Regions from separate parts of the Pan troglodytes genome. Here all the other regions are linked to region 2. The links are chromatin contacts, called in public Hi-C and HiChIP or PLAC-seq maps. All regions are on one chromosome and are shown on one strand. The core of a region is the stretch at or near the end of the contact, and the rest is flanking DNA. Distances in the headings are between cores, read along the strand shown.

What was found. A called contact is a pair of places that touch in the nucleus more often than the background predicts. HiChIP or PLAC-seq counts read pairs in DNA pulled down with a chosen protein or histone mark.
Region 1: a contact with region 2 is called in an H3K4me3 HiChIP or PLAC-seq map of stem cell-derived excitatory neurons, with 8 times the contacts expected there. The contact joins the promoter of TOR1B here to the promoter of ASB6 in region 2. A contact is called at or near these places in 2 of 7 Hi-C or Micro-C datasets (induced pluripotent stem cells and stem cell-derived neural progenitor cells) and 1 of 1 datasets of contacts at active chromatin or transcription factors (stem cell-derived excitatory neurons).
Region 3: a contact with region 2 is called in a Hi-C map of induced pluripotent stem cells, with 4 times the contacts expected there. The contact joins the promoter of PTGES here to the promoter of ASB6 in region 2. A contact is called at or near these places in 4 of 7 Hi-C or Micro-C datasets (blood, induced pluripotent stem cells and stem cell-derived neural progenitor cells), 1 of 1 datasets of contacts at active chromatin or transcription factors (stem cell-derived excitatory neurons) and 1 of 1 other capture datasets (stem cell-derived neural stem cells).

What each region holds. Positions count from the first base shown.
Region 1 is chr11:8,650,496-8,654,923 of NHGRI_mPanTro3-v2.0_pri, forward strand. It overlaps TOR1B (torsin family 1 member B), which reads right to left and starts at 1,886. Exons shown (of 5, transcript XM_001164236.8): 1 at 1,602-1,886; 2 at 683-948. The coding sequence starts at 1,800.
Region 2 is chr11:8,811,285-8,815,659 of NHGRI_mPanTro3-v2.0_pri, forward strand. It overlaps ASB6 (ankyrin repeat and SOCS box containing 6), which reads left to right and starts at 2,671. Exons shown (of 6, transcript XM_001163675.6): 1 at 2,671-3,238. The coding sequence starts at 3,126.
Region 3 is chr11:8,676,275-8,680,592 of NHGRI_mPanTro3-v2.0_pri, forward strand. It overlaps PTGES (prostaglandin E synthase), which reads left to right and starts at 2,363. Exons shown (of 4, transcript XM_009457489.5): 1 at 2,363-2,447. The coding sequence starts at 2,417.

The DNA of each region.
Region 1 (4,428 bases), core at 636-3,135, 160 kb before region 2:
AGCTGGGACAACAGGCGCCCGCCACCATGCCCGGCTAATTTTTTGTATTTTTAGTAGAGACGGGGTCTCACTGTGTTAGCCAGGATGGTCTCGATCTCCTGACCTCGTGATCCGCCCCCCTCGGCCTCCGAAAGTGCTGGGATTACAGGCGTGAGCCACTGCGCCTGGCCTTTTTTTTTTTTTTGAGACCGAGTACAGTGGCGCGATCTCAGCTCACTGCAACCTCTGCCACCCAGGTTCAAGCGATTCTCCTGCCTCAGCCTCCCAAGTAGCTGGGATTACAGGTGCGTGCCACCGTGCCCAGGTAATTTTTGTACTTTTAGGTAGAGATGGGGTTTCACCATGTTGGCCAGGCTGGTCTCAAACTCCTGGCCTCAAATGATCTGCCCGCCTCGGCTTCCCCAAAGTGCTGGGATTACAGGCGTGAGCCACGGCGCCAGGCCCTTGGCTCCCCATCTTTTAATGGAAATAACATCCCCTACCCCACTGGACTGTTTTGGAACCAAGTAAGAGAAATGCTGTAGGAGAGCTTTGTAACTACCTGGACTAAGTGTGCCTTAACTCAGTGGAGCCGGGGGCTACAGCAACACAAAGGAAAGAGAAGCAGAGGCCAGAGTTAGTGAGCAGGTCACCCGGACCAGTCCGACTGGCCTGCGGACGAGATAATAGCGGGTTCTCTTGCCTGGTACAGTTTTATCTTCTGCTCATGAGGGAAGTGCAGAGTCGATACAAACAGGTGGACAAAGTTACTCTTCAGACCTTTTGGGTGAAGATTTTCAGCCACAATTTGACTGACAAAATTCTTGCCTGTGCCAGCCCAGCCGTGTAAGGAAAGGGTCAGTGGTTTCTTGGGATTTTTGTTGTTCCTGAAGCCAGTCAGCGCCTTGAAAATCACTTCCGTGGCTAGATGCTGTCCAAACAGCTTCTCCTCCAAATCCAGCTTGAGAGCTGCAAGAACAGCCCCAGAACAAAGAGAGAAACAGACCTTAAAAATGCATCAGCAACGCAGCACTTTCTTAGCTAGCCAAAGCAAGAAGCACAGATTATCCAGGGACACAGCAGGGTGTCTGCCAAACCCTAGGGCCGAGGCAGTCAAACGATGCCACTTTCAAGAGTATGTGGAGGTCCTTAACGCTTCGGGGTCTGATAAGGAAGCTAAATGTTCATTCATTCAGAGATGAACCATCGCTTGACTGAGCGCTTGCTAATCCCAGCCACCCCTGCTGACCTGCAGGAAAACCAGGGGCCAAATGTGGGCTTTCTGGGCGACGCAGCACGTCTGAAAGCTACTTAATAGGGTTGGCAGGGCGCAGAAGGGCCGCCCACCTACTTTCCGTTTCTTCCGCCTGTGATCCCCAGGAACGGGAGCTTTAGAAAGGCGCTGGGGCAGCCCCACGATCTGGAGACTGTTTGCGAAGGCACCGCTTCTGCGTTCCCGCGAACGGTTCCGGGGTCGCCCCATCCGCTCCCCGCCCACCCCAGCTGGGACCACTGCCGTCTAGATGCCACGGGCCCGGTCCGTGCCAGGCGCCCACGAGGCCGTCCCTCCGCGCCCCCGCGCCCCCCGCAGCGCCGACCCACAGCTCGCGCGCGCGCCGTACCCGAAGCGTTGAGCGGCCGATCCTCGCGGCAGCACTCGGCGAAGCGGCAGTAGATGTCATTGTAGGACAGGTAGCCGGTGATGGCCGACGCGGCCCCGATGGCTAGGCCCACGGTGATGGGCTCGAACGCCGCCACCACTCGGGCCGCCAGCAGCAGCGCCAGCGCCGCGGCACCCCGGAGCCACCCAGCCCGCAACATCCCGCTCCTCGAAGCCCGCAGAAGCCACTGAGCCAGGCGCCCCGCGGCCAAGCGGCAGGACGGACTTCCGTCCGTGCGTCACTTCCGCCCCGCAGACCCGCCCACTCCCTTGGGGGCGGCCATGTTGGTGAGGGGCGGAGAGCAGGGCGGTGCCATCGTTCTTGTGAGTGGTCCGAAGGTGTAGGAGACTGTTTTGTTTCCCTTTTCTTTTAAAAAAATTTTTTCGGGCCGGGCGCAGTGGCTCACGCCTGTAATCCCAGGACTTTGGGAGGCCGAGCCAAGATCACGCCATTGCACTCCAGCCTGGGCAACAAGAGTGAAAAAATATCTCAAAAAAAAAAAAAAAAATTTTTTTTTTTTTGGCCGGGCGCCGTGGCTCACGCCTGTAATCCCAGCACTTTGGGAAGCTGAAGCCGGCGGATCACCTGATGTCAGGAGTTCGAGACCAGCCTGCTCAACGTGGCGAAACCCCGTCTCTACTAAAAATACAAAAAATTAGACGGGTGTGGTGGCGGGCGCCTGTAATCCCAGCTACTCGGGAGGTTGAGGCAGGAGAATCTCTTGAACCCAGGAGGTGGAGGTTGCAGTTAGCCGAGATCGTGCCACTGCACTCCAACCTGGGCGACAAGAGCGAAACTGTCTCAAAAAAAAAAAAAGGCTGGCCGGGCGCGGCGGCTCACGCCTGTAATCCCAGCACTTTGGGAGGCCGAGGCAGGCGGATCACGAGGTCAGGAGATCAAGACCATCCTGGCTAACACAGTGAAATCCCATCACTACGAAAAATACAAAAAATCAGCCGGGCAAGGTGGCGGGCGCCTGTAGTCCCAGCTACTCGGGAGGCTGAGGCAGGAGAATGGCGTGAACCTGGGAGGCGGAGCTTGCAGTGAGCCGAGATCGTGCCACTGCACTCCAGCCTGGACGACAGAGCGAGACTCCGTCTCAAAAAAAAAAAAAAAAAGCCAAAAAAAATTTTTTTTTAACTTTCTTATATTTTTTTCTTATCTAATATGTATATTGGGGACAGGGTCTGGCTCTGTCGCCCAGGCTGGAGCGCAGTGGCAGGATCTCGGCTCGCTGCAAACTCTTCCTCCCAGGTTCAAGCGATTCTCCCATCTCAGCTGCTGGAGTAGCTGGGATTATAGGTGCCCGCCAACACGCCCAGCCAAGTTTTGTGTTTTTAGTAGAGACGGGGTTTCGCCATGTGGCCCAAGCTGGTCTCGAACTCCTGACCTCAAGCGATCTACCTGCCTCCGTCTTCCAAAGCCTGGGGTTACAGGAGTGGGCTTATGGCTGGATTTGTTTTCTTCAGAGCTTCTCGGAGCCCTCAAGCTTTGCTTTGTTATCCCTCCCTTCACTTCGCCGGAGGTATAATGTGCGTTTCTTGGGTCGGCCCACCCGCCTGCCTTCTTCCTGAAACAGTTGCGAACTCTCCGTGCTGCGCCCTAGACTGAGCACTGGGGATGCAGCGGCCCCAAGACAGACCTGCCCAGGCTTCCACACTGAAACCCCGAGGTCCATTCTTTCATTCAGCACGCTAGGTGGCAGGCCCCTTGCTGGATGCCAGGAACGACAGCAGAGGAGGGGACGGAGTTGGCTGGCCCCTGCCCTCTCAGAGCTGACGGTCTATGGGGGAGGCCGACAAAGGGGTGAGACTCAATGCTGAGTGGGCAGAGAAGTATAGGACAGTGGTACAGGGAAGGCTTTTGTCTAAGCTGGGCACTGAGGGAGTTAGGCCAGGCAAAAAATGAGTAGAGTGTTTTAGGCAGAAAACAACAGTCAGTTTGGAGAACTGAAAGGATTCCACATGGCGGAAGGTGGTGAGAGATAGGGATGAAGAATCAGGCAGAGACTGGAAGGTGAAGTCCTTGCGAATGTTGTAAGGAGTTTGGCCTCTGTTCTGGGGGGTAATAGGGAGCCACAGAGGGTTTTACACAGGAAGCAACATGGTCAGATCAGAGATCATTCTGGCTGCTGGGTTCACAAGAAATGGAAGGCAGAGAGCCAGTGAAGAGGCTGTTGCCGTGGTCCAGGTAACTAGTCAGGGAGATAGATGAGCAAGCAGGCAGCTTATGTCCAGGGTGGGCCAAGGCTGTAATGCAGGATGCACAGAGGCCTGTGGGTGGGGAGGGATCTTCTCCTCCCTATCTCAGTTGCGATCTAAAGAATGAATGGAAGGGCCAGACGCACTGGCTCCTGCCTGTAATCCCAGGACTTTGGGAGGCCGAGGCAGGCAGATCACCTGAGGTCAGGAGTTCGAGACCAGCCTGGCCAACATGGTGAAATCCCGTCTCTACAAAAAATACAAAAATTAGCCAGGTGTGGTGGTGCGCGCCTGTAATCCCAGGTACTCGGGAGGCTGAGACAGGAAAATGGCTTGAACCCAGGAGGCAGAGGTTGCAGTGAGCCAAGATTGCGCCACTGCATTCCAGCCTGGGCGACAGAGCAAGACTCCGTCTCAAAAAAAAAGAAAAAAAAAAAAGAATAGAAGTTGGCCGTGGGAAGTGGCTTAAACTTTTTTTTTTTTTTTGAGACAGCAGCTCACTCTGTTGCCCAGGCTGGAGTGCAGAGTGCAGTGGCATGATCTCGGCTCACTGCAGCCTCTGCCTTTTAGGTTCAAGCAATTCTCCT
Region 2 (4,375 bases), core at 1,421-3,920:
GCATGGTGTCATGTGATCAAATGTGTTGTGTGATCAAATGAGAGAGGGGCTGTGAAGACCTGGGTCGCCTGAGAGTGGCTGTACCATTCAGGGCCTTGCGATCCATTGAGAGGGTGGGGGACCCTTCAAGCAGGGGCAGACACTTCCAAACCCTCAGAGTCATGCCCAGGCAGGTGCACCCAGGGCAAGCACCCCATCCGGATGCAAATCGCTATCTGGTAAGAATCTGGGCCCTTCTGATTTTTACAAGGCAAGTTGGAAAATCTCCATTTCCCTGTGAGCAAAATGTCCCGATTTCCCTCAGGAAGATACTTCTTTCCCTCAGCAAGAATCAAGGCAGACATGTGTGGGGAGCCGTGGACCCTCGTGGTCTGCAGTTGCTTCTGGAACGCCCAAGCTAGTGTTGCCTTAAAGGGTCTTGAACCCAGCTGCCCACCCCCACCCCTCCTTCCTACTCCTTTAGGTAATGGAAGAGGAAGCAAACTGAGGCACTCTGAATGCCTGGCGTCGGAGGCGGTTTTCCGAGAGCCTGTCATTGGATCTGACAACAGCTTTAACAACCAGAGCCAGCAGTTACCAGCCGCTGCTGCCGCACCCTCAGCCTTGCCGGTTGAGGCTCGTTGCTGGACCTGGACATGCTTTGCGTTTTCTTGTACAGTTTGTTTTGCACATGGTAGAGGGCCTTACTCTGCCCATTTAAAAATGTTTCATCTGGCTGGGCGTGGTGGGCTCACGTCTGTAAGCTCAGTACTTTGGGAGGCTGAGGCGGGTGGATCACCTGAGGTCAGGAGTTCGAGAATAGCCTGGCCAACATGGTGAAACCCCGTCTCTACTAAAAATACAAAAATTAGCCTGGCGTGGTAGCGCATGCCTGTAATTCCAGCTACCTGGTAGGCTTGAACCCAGGGGTTGGAGGTTGCAGTGAGCCGAGATCCTGCCACTGCACTCCAGCTTAGGCAACAGAGTGAGACTCCGTCTGAAAAAAAAAAATAATAATAATAAATAAATAAATATAAAAATGTTTACTCTAAGACCCATCGGATTGTCTTGAAATGAGCCTTTAAATGTTTTTTTCCTGGGCTGGGCAACTCTCGCTGTCTGGCAGGTTCCAGGGAGAGGGGCCCAACTTGGCAGAGCAAGGCCCAGGAGGCCAACGCTGTGATGTGGACTGCTGGGGCGGGAAACCCCTCTTCATCGTCAGCTTCCCAGAAGCAAGAAGGCATCAAGGCCTCCCCCGCAGACTCCAGATGGGAGAGGAGGCTCAAATGCGTGGCCCAAGGGGAGGTGCCTCGACTCCAGAAAAGTGGTTTTTCCAAGGCAAGCTGGAAATGTCCATTTCCATGTGAGCAGAATTTCCCGATTTCACCCAGGGAGAAATTTCTTTCCTGCAGTGAGAACCAAGGCAGAAATGTGCTGGCAGCTGTGGACTCTGCGGCCTGGAGCTGCGTCTAGGAAGCCCAAGCTGGTGTTGTCCTAAAGGGGCTTAAACCCGGCTGCCCACTCCGCCCCTCCTTCCTGAACCAGAGGGTTTTGGCTCCTTCCCACTGAATTCCACTTCCACCAACAATTACAGTGCGCTGGCTCCAGCATCTCAGGTGAGTGTGATTATACTTTTTTTTTTTTTTTTTTGAGACAGAGTTTCGTTCTTATTGCCCAGGCTGGAGTGTGATGGTGCGATCTCCACTCACTGCAACCTCCGCCTCCCGGGTTCAAGCAATTCTCCTGCCTCAGCCTCCCAAGTAGCTGGGATTACAGGCGCCTGCCACCACGCCCGGGGAATTTTTGTATTTTTAGTAGAGACAGGGTTTCATCATATTGGCCAGGCCGGTCTGCAGCTTCGAACTTCTGACCTCAGGTGATCCACCTGCCTCGGCCTCTCAAAGTGCTGGGGATTCTACCCATTTTACAGATGGGGAAATCCAAGTTCAGAGACAGGCGGTAGCACACTCCTGTGTTCCCAGCTTCTCAGGAGGCTGAGGTGGGAGGATCACCTGAGCCCAGGGGTTCAAAGCTGCAGTGAGTCATGATCACTACACTACACTCCAGCCTGGGAGACAGAGTGAGACCCTGTCTCTAAAAAATACACAAGATTCGGGCTGGGCACCGTGGCTCATGCCTGTAATCCCAGCACTTTGGGAGGCCGAGGTGGGAGGATCACGAGGTCAGGAGTTCGAGACCAGCCTGGCCAATATGGTGAAACCCTGTCTCTACTAAAAATACAAGAATAAGCTGGGCGTGGTGGCCAGCGCCTGTAATCCCAGCTACTCGGGAGGCTGAGGCAGGAGAATCGCTTGAACCCGGGAGGCGGAGGTTGCAGTGAGCCGAGATCGTGCCATTGCACTCCAGCCTGGGCGACAGAGCGAGACTACGTCCCCCCAAAAAACAAAAACAACAACAACAAAAAACAAGATTCACTGAGTCCATCAAGGCAGAGGTGGAGAGGGCTAGCAGCCGTCCTGGCCAGGTGCTCCCCGGGACAGAGAATAAGAAACTGAGGAGGGGACGTGCGAGTACCCTGGTCCTCATCATTCCAGTCAGCGGGCCGGGTGGTGACAGAGGTGGCCCAGCCCCTCTTCACGGAAGGCGAGGGCCAGCCCGAACCGGAAGGGGCAGTGTCTGATGACCTCAGCTCTCAGGGGCGCCCAGGGCCAGTGGGGCAGCGGCAGGGCCGAGAGCACGACCGGCGGAACTCGGACGGCGCCCAGCGGTCGCGGGCGGGATCGCAGGGCGAAGCCGAGCCGGGCCGGGCCCTGGCAGGAAGGGGCGGACCCGCCTGAGTCTCGGATCTGGCTTGGCTCGATCCTCCACTCCCCGACTCCGCTGGGGCCGCCCACTGGACATCGTCCGAGTCGGCCTGGCGGTCGTGCCCCAGGACGCGCCGAGGTCCTCCGAGCCCGCAGGGGGCGCTGTCGCCATGTGGCCCACCCTGAGTCGGCGCGGGCAGGAAGTACGAGGGTCACTTCCGGCGGGGGCGCGGCTTGGACTGAGGAGCGGACCCGGCCGGGCGCAGGGGCTGGACTGGCGGAGCAGGTGGGGTCCGCGGCCGCCGGAGCGTTCCGGTCGGCGTCTGGGCATCTCGGCCTCGGCAGAAAGCGCGACCGCCCTGCTGCGCGGGGCCCACGGCGATGCCGTTCCTGCACGGCTTCCGGAGGATCATTTTCGAGTACCAGCCGCTGGTGGATGCGATTCTGGGCTCCCTGGGGATCCAGGACCCCGAGCGGCAGGAGTCTCTGGACCGGTAACTCACCCCCTCCCGTGAGCTGGCCGAGGCCGCTCCGACCCCGCAGCGTCCCACTTTATCACCACAAGCCGGGCGGGGTGGATGCGTCCCCCTTGACAGAGGAAGGGACGGGCGGAAGCCGGGGTTGCGTGGCTCGGAGTGCTCGCTGCCCCGCGCGGATCCCACTCCTGCCCCTTGCATGGCGGAGACGAAGGGCGAGGAGGGCCCGAGGGCGGAGGCCCGCGGGTTGTCGCAGGGCCTGCGCCTCAGCCCCACCCTGTCGCCTGCCTGTCCTGTGCCACCCCCCCGGCGTGGCAGAGGAGCAGGGTGGAATCCGTGAGGCCTCAGATGTTACCCCAGAGCAGTGTGAAGGTGGGCTTTTGTAGCAGAGTTTGCGTTTTTATAGACAAGAGCTGGTCTGTCGTGGACCTGCAGGAAAGGTGTCGGGAGCGAATCTGCATTCACTGCCCATGGTACTAGGCACTTGGGGTCCATCAGTGGCTCAGCAAAACCCCCGCCTTCTTGGCGCGTGTGCTCCAGAGGAGAGACTGACAAGTAATTGTACGGCGGCACGCGAGGTGGAAGGGAGGGGAGAGCAGAAGGAAGGGGCTCGGCTCAGGTGTTGAGGGGGTTGTCAGTTGGAATTTCCAACACGTGGTAATGATGAGTCTCGCCATCCAGGGACTCTGGTAGAAACGTAGGCTTTCTTCATCAATATCAGCTGAAGGTCTCAATGTGAGGGGAGGGAGGAGGCTGTGTTGCTGTCCTGGCTGCAGGTGTTGCCGGGGCTGGGGTCCTGCAGGTTTGAGGATGGAAGGGCTTTCTGAGGAAGAAGCATCAAAGTCGGGCTTGGGCTCTTGGCCTCCAGGCTGGTGGTCCCTTCAGTCCCAGCAGCCCAGCTGTGTGAGGCTTTGTACCTAAGTCTGCGACCAGACTCTGGGCAACGCGGGAGGAGAGCGCAGACAGACCCAGCCCATTCTCCGCAAATCCCAGTCTGCTCCCGTCTTAAGAGATGCAGCGTGGCCCTCTCTCTACTTCAGAGCTTCCCCCAAGCCCCTGTGACCCACAGAGCCAGGGCCCTGCTTGCTGATGATGATAGCAGGACTAAAGCCCACCAACCCACAGGCTGCGCGGTCACCCGGTCCCACAGCTGTG
Region 3 (4,318 bases), core at 1,113-3,612, 140 kb before region 2:
TCCCTCTCTCCTTCCCTTCTTTTCTTCCTTCCTTTCTTTCTTCCTTCTTTCCTTCCTCTCTCCCTCTCTCTCTCTCTTTCTTTTTTCTTTCTTTCTTCTTTCTTTTTCTTTCTTTGTCTTTTCCCTGGCGCCTGGTGGCAGGCGCCTGTAATCCTAGCTACTTGGGAGGCTGAAGCAGGCGAACTGCTTGAACCCAGGAGGTGGAGGTTGCAGTGAGCTGAGATCGCACCACTGCACTCCAGCCGGGTGACAAGAGCAAAACTCCATCTCAATAAATAAATACATACATACATACATACATACATACATACATACATGTATACATACATACTATTGGAATCTAGCATGGAGGTTGCCACCCCCTTTTGCTGGTGTGGGGTGCAGTTCTGAGAGGCAGGGCAGACACCCATTGGGGCCTTTTGCTAAGGACCGAATTGTGTCCCCCTAGAATTTGTGCGTCAAACTCCAAATCCCCAATGTGATGGCGTTGGAGATTGGGGCCTTTCGGAGGTGATTAGGGTTTGATAAGGTCATGAGGGTGGGGCCCTCAAGATTGGATCAGTACCCTTATAAAAAGAGACACCAGGGAACTTCCTTCCACTCTCTCTCACCATGTAAGGACACAGTGAGAAGGCACCTGGATCTTGGACTTCCCAGTCTCCACAAACATAAGAAATAAATTCCTGTTGTTTAAGCACCCAATCTGTGGCATTTTATTTATTTATTTATTTATTTTAGAGCCAAGGTCTTGTTTTGTCACCTGGGCTGGAGTGCAGTGGTACCATCATGGCTCCCTGCAGCCTCAAACGGCTGGGCTCAGGGCATCCTCCTGCTTCAGCATCCCAAGTGGCTGGGACTACAGGTGCATGCCACCACGCTTAGCTATTTTTTTTTTTTAGGATGGGGTCTTGCTATGTTGTCCAGGCTGGTCCTGAACTCCTGGGTTCAAGTGATCCTTCTGCCTCAGGCTTCCGAAGTGCTGAGATTACAGGTGTGAGTCATCACACCTGGCAATGGCATTTTATTATGGCAGCCTGAGCTGACTAAGGTAGACAGCAGGGAAAGAAGCTTCCATGCATTCCTCTTTGGGGAATCTGAACTTTCCAAGGCCTGCCTCCCTCCTCTGCAGGACGCTGAAACATGTTCAGTGATAGGTGGGCCTGAGGCTGTGCATCCCATGTCCCCAGAGCCTCTCTGTTGCTAGAAAATGTTCTTTCTTTCCTTGTGATTAAGGAGAAATCTGCCTTCCTGGGCCTCTCCACCCCTGGGGCCTGTCTCTACTACTCTACTATTTGGGTTTCTAGAACCCTCCCATCTCCTTTGGAGACATCCTCTTTCTTTTCTTTTCTTTTCTTTTTTTTTTTGAGACAGATTCTTGCTCTGTCACCCAGGCTGGAGTGCAGTGGCACGATCTCAGCTCACTGCAACCTCCGCCTCCCAGGTTCAAGCGATTCTCCTGCCTCAGCCTCCTGAGTAGCTGGGATTACAGGTGCCGGCCACCACGCCCAGCTAATTTTTTGTATTTTTAGTAGAGATGGGGTTTCACCATGTTGGCCAAGCTGGTCTCTAACTCCTGACCTCATGTGATCCTCCCGCCTAGGCCTCCGAAAGTGCTGGGATTACAGGCGTGAGCCACCTCGCCCAGCCTCAGCCTTTCTCCTAATCATCACCTTGCCCTGGGTGGGTCCTAACTGCTGGGAGCCCCCAGCAAGCCTCATCTTAACAAGCCAGAGCCATAGCCCCGATGAGGGGATGGGGGAATGACAGGAAGTCACTGGGCCATGGTTGCAAAGGTGGCGAATGGCAGAGGAGCTGGGACACAGCCACAGGGTGTCTGACCGTGATTTTAACTGCTCTTCCATGCCTCCATGAATGAATGAATGAAGGAACACATGTTCTACTACCAGACTTTGTTTTTCAGAAATATAGCAACCCTTTGGAAAAATCACAGGTCCTGTCACTAACAAGTTGAATTTAGTTATCAAGTCACTTTCTTGGTTAGAGAAGAGGAAAGGGGAGGAGGAGATGGGAAGAGGAGGAGGGAGGAGGGAGGATGAAGCAGCTCTGACGGGACCCAGTAGTGCAAGGCAGAGGGTGTCTCTGGAGGAAGCTTCCCTTCACTGTGGCAATTTCCTGAGGCTTGGTCTTGGCTTCTCGCAGCAAACAGGGTCTTCATCTGCCCAGCATCTGAACCCTAACCGCAGAGGGTTGAGAGACAGAGGAGGGGGCCCCCACAGGGCCTGTGGTTTGAGTGAGGAAAGCAATTGTGTAAAAGTGGAGAGCCTTTCCGCAGCCCAGGGCCAGTCCCTGCCTGAGTCATGCTAGAGAGAGAGGGAGGAGCAGGCAGGATCCTGGAGCTCCCTGGATTTCAAGCTGGCCGTGGCCTCCCGGGTGACGTCACTGCGGTCATTGCCTGATGAGCTCAGGCAGAGGCGCCTGGGGACGGGGTAAGTGGTGAGAGGGAGGGCCACGGCTGTCTTGGGTGAACCCCAGGCTCCAGTTGGAGACTCTGCTGTGGCAAGAGATCCACCCCACCCCCGGGCGCCATCTGGGGACACTCCGGTGTCCCATTCCAATGGCTGTTCTGCCAGGGCCTCACCCTGGCTCTTGGTCTTAGGACTGCTGTGTTTGCCTGCCTAGGTGTGCGGGTCAATCTGTGCAGAGCTGGGGAGCAAGTGATCACTGGGAGCAAAGACAGCTTTCAGCCAGGAGGGAGAAGCATTTCTTCCCTCTAGGATAATGGCCAATTCAGAGGCCCTAGACCATGCTGTCCCCAGAGCCTGGGTGCATTGCTGATGACGAGATCCCAGCCGGGGGTCAGGCCTCCCAGGACTGTCAAGCTGGGCTGCTTGAGTCCCTGGCTCCAGGGGTGGGGGTGGGGCTGAATGGCAAGGGAGACAGCTGGTCCATTCCAGGCTCCAACCTCAGAACCCTCTGGGAGTAAGATTACCCAGCCCTGTGCTCTGGGCTGAGCAATCAACTATAGTGCACACGCTCCTTTACTGTGGTTCCGAGATAGTTAATTGGAATCTGGATACTCTGGGTAAAGTCAGAACATCCAGCTGGGCCCAGCATGGGAGATCAGCTTGATGAGTCTCCCGCACCCTATTCTGGGCATCAGCAGAGTCAGTTCTCTGAAGAGTCTTTTTCATATATATCACATAGATAGAGAGATAGGCAGGTTGGTAGGTAGGTAGATAGGTCAATAGGTAGGTAGGTAGTTAGACATAGGTATCTATCTATCTATCTATCTATCTATCTATCTATCTATCTATCTATCTTACTGTAGTTTAGCACAGACATTGGTTAAGTCATGTCACTCCTCTGAACCTCAATTTTCTCATCTCTAAAATGGGGATATTAGGCCGGGCGAGGTAGCTCACGCCTGTAATCCCAGCACTTTGGGAGGCCAAGGCAGGTGGATCACCTGAGGTCAGGAGTTCAAAACCAGCCTGGCAAACATGGTGAAACCCTGTCTCTACTAAAAAATACTAAAAAATTAGCCAGGTGTGGTGGCACGCACCTGAAGTCCCGGCTACTCGGGAGGCTGAGGCAGGAGAATTGCTTGAGACTGGGAGGCAGAGGTTGCAGTGAGCCAAGATCACACCATTGCACTCCAGCCTGGGTGACAGAGCAAGACTCTGCCTCTAAAAAATATAAAATAAAATAAAATAAGATAGAGATAATAATAGACCCACCTCCTAGGATTGCTACATGAGGACAATGAACTGATCTACATAAAGCACCAAGCATAGTGTCTGGCAGGTAAAGTTGGCCAGTAATGTCATCAACATTGTTATATAATAATAATTATTGTCATTAATTTTATTGCCCAATTGGCGTCCCAGCCTGAGCTGAAGCTCTGTCTCTTGGCCACCCTGTCCAGGAGGTATGAGCCTGTTTTCTTGGGCCAGATCTTCTGCTTGGCTTGAAGCCAAAGTGTGACTTCCCAACCTCTGCATGCAGCCCCCTCCCCAGGGTGCTGGTTGGTCTCTCCTCTCAGCTGCTGCAGCAATGTGCTTCACAGTGACAACACACCCACAGCTCCAGTGGCAGTTGATGCGTCCTTGTGGCCAGAATCATGCCTGGCAGGACGCATGTGGCAAAGGGCTTGTCTGGGTCGGTGCTATGCTCTCTGTGCCAGGGAAAATCCAGCTCTTGGAGGGGGTGAGAGCAGGGAGGCCTTCGTGGTGGTGGAGTTAGGGGATGGGAGAGACAGGGAAGCAATGAGGGGCTTGCACAGAAAATATCATTTTACCCTAAGTACCCAGATGACAAGTGAGACCCAAAATGACCTTTGGCAGGGGCCGTGGCTTCT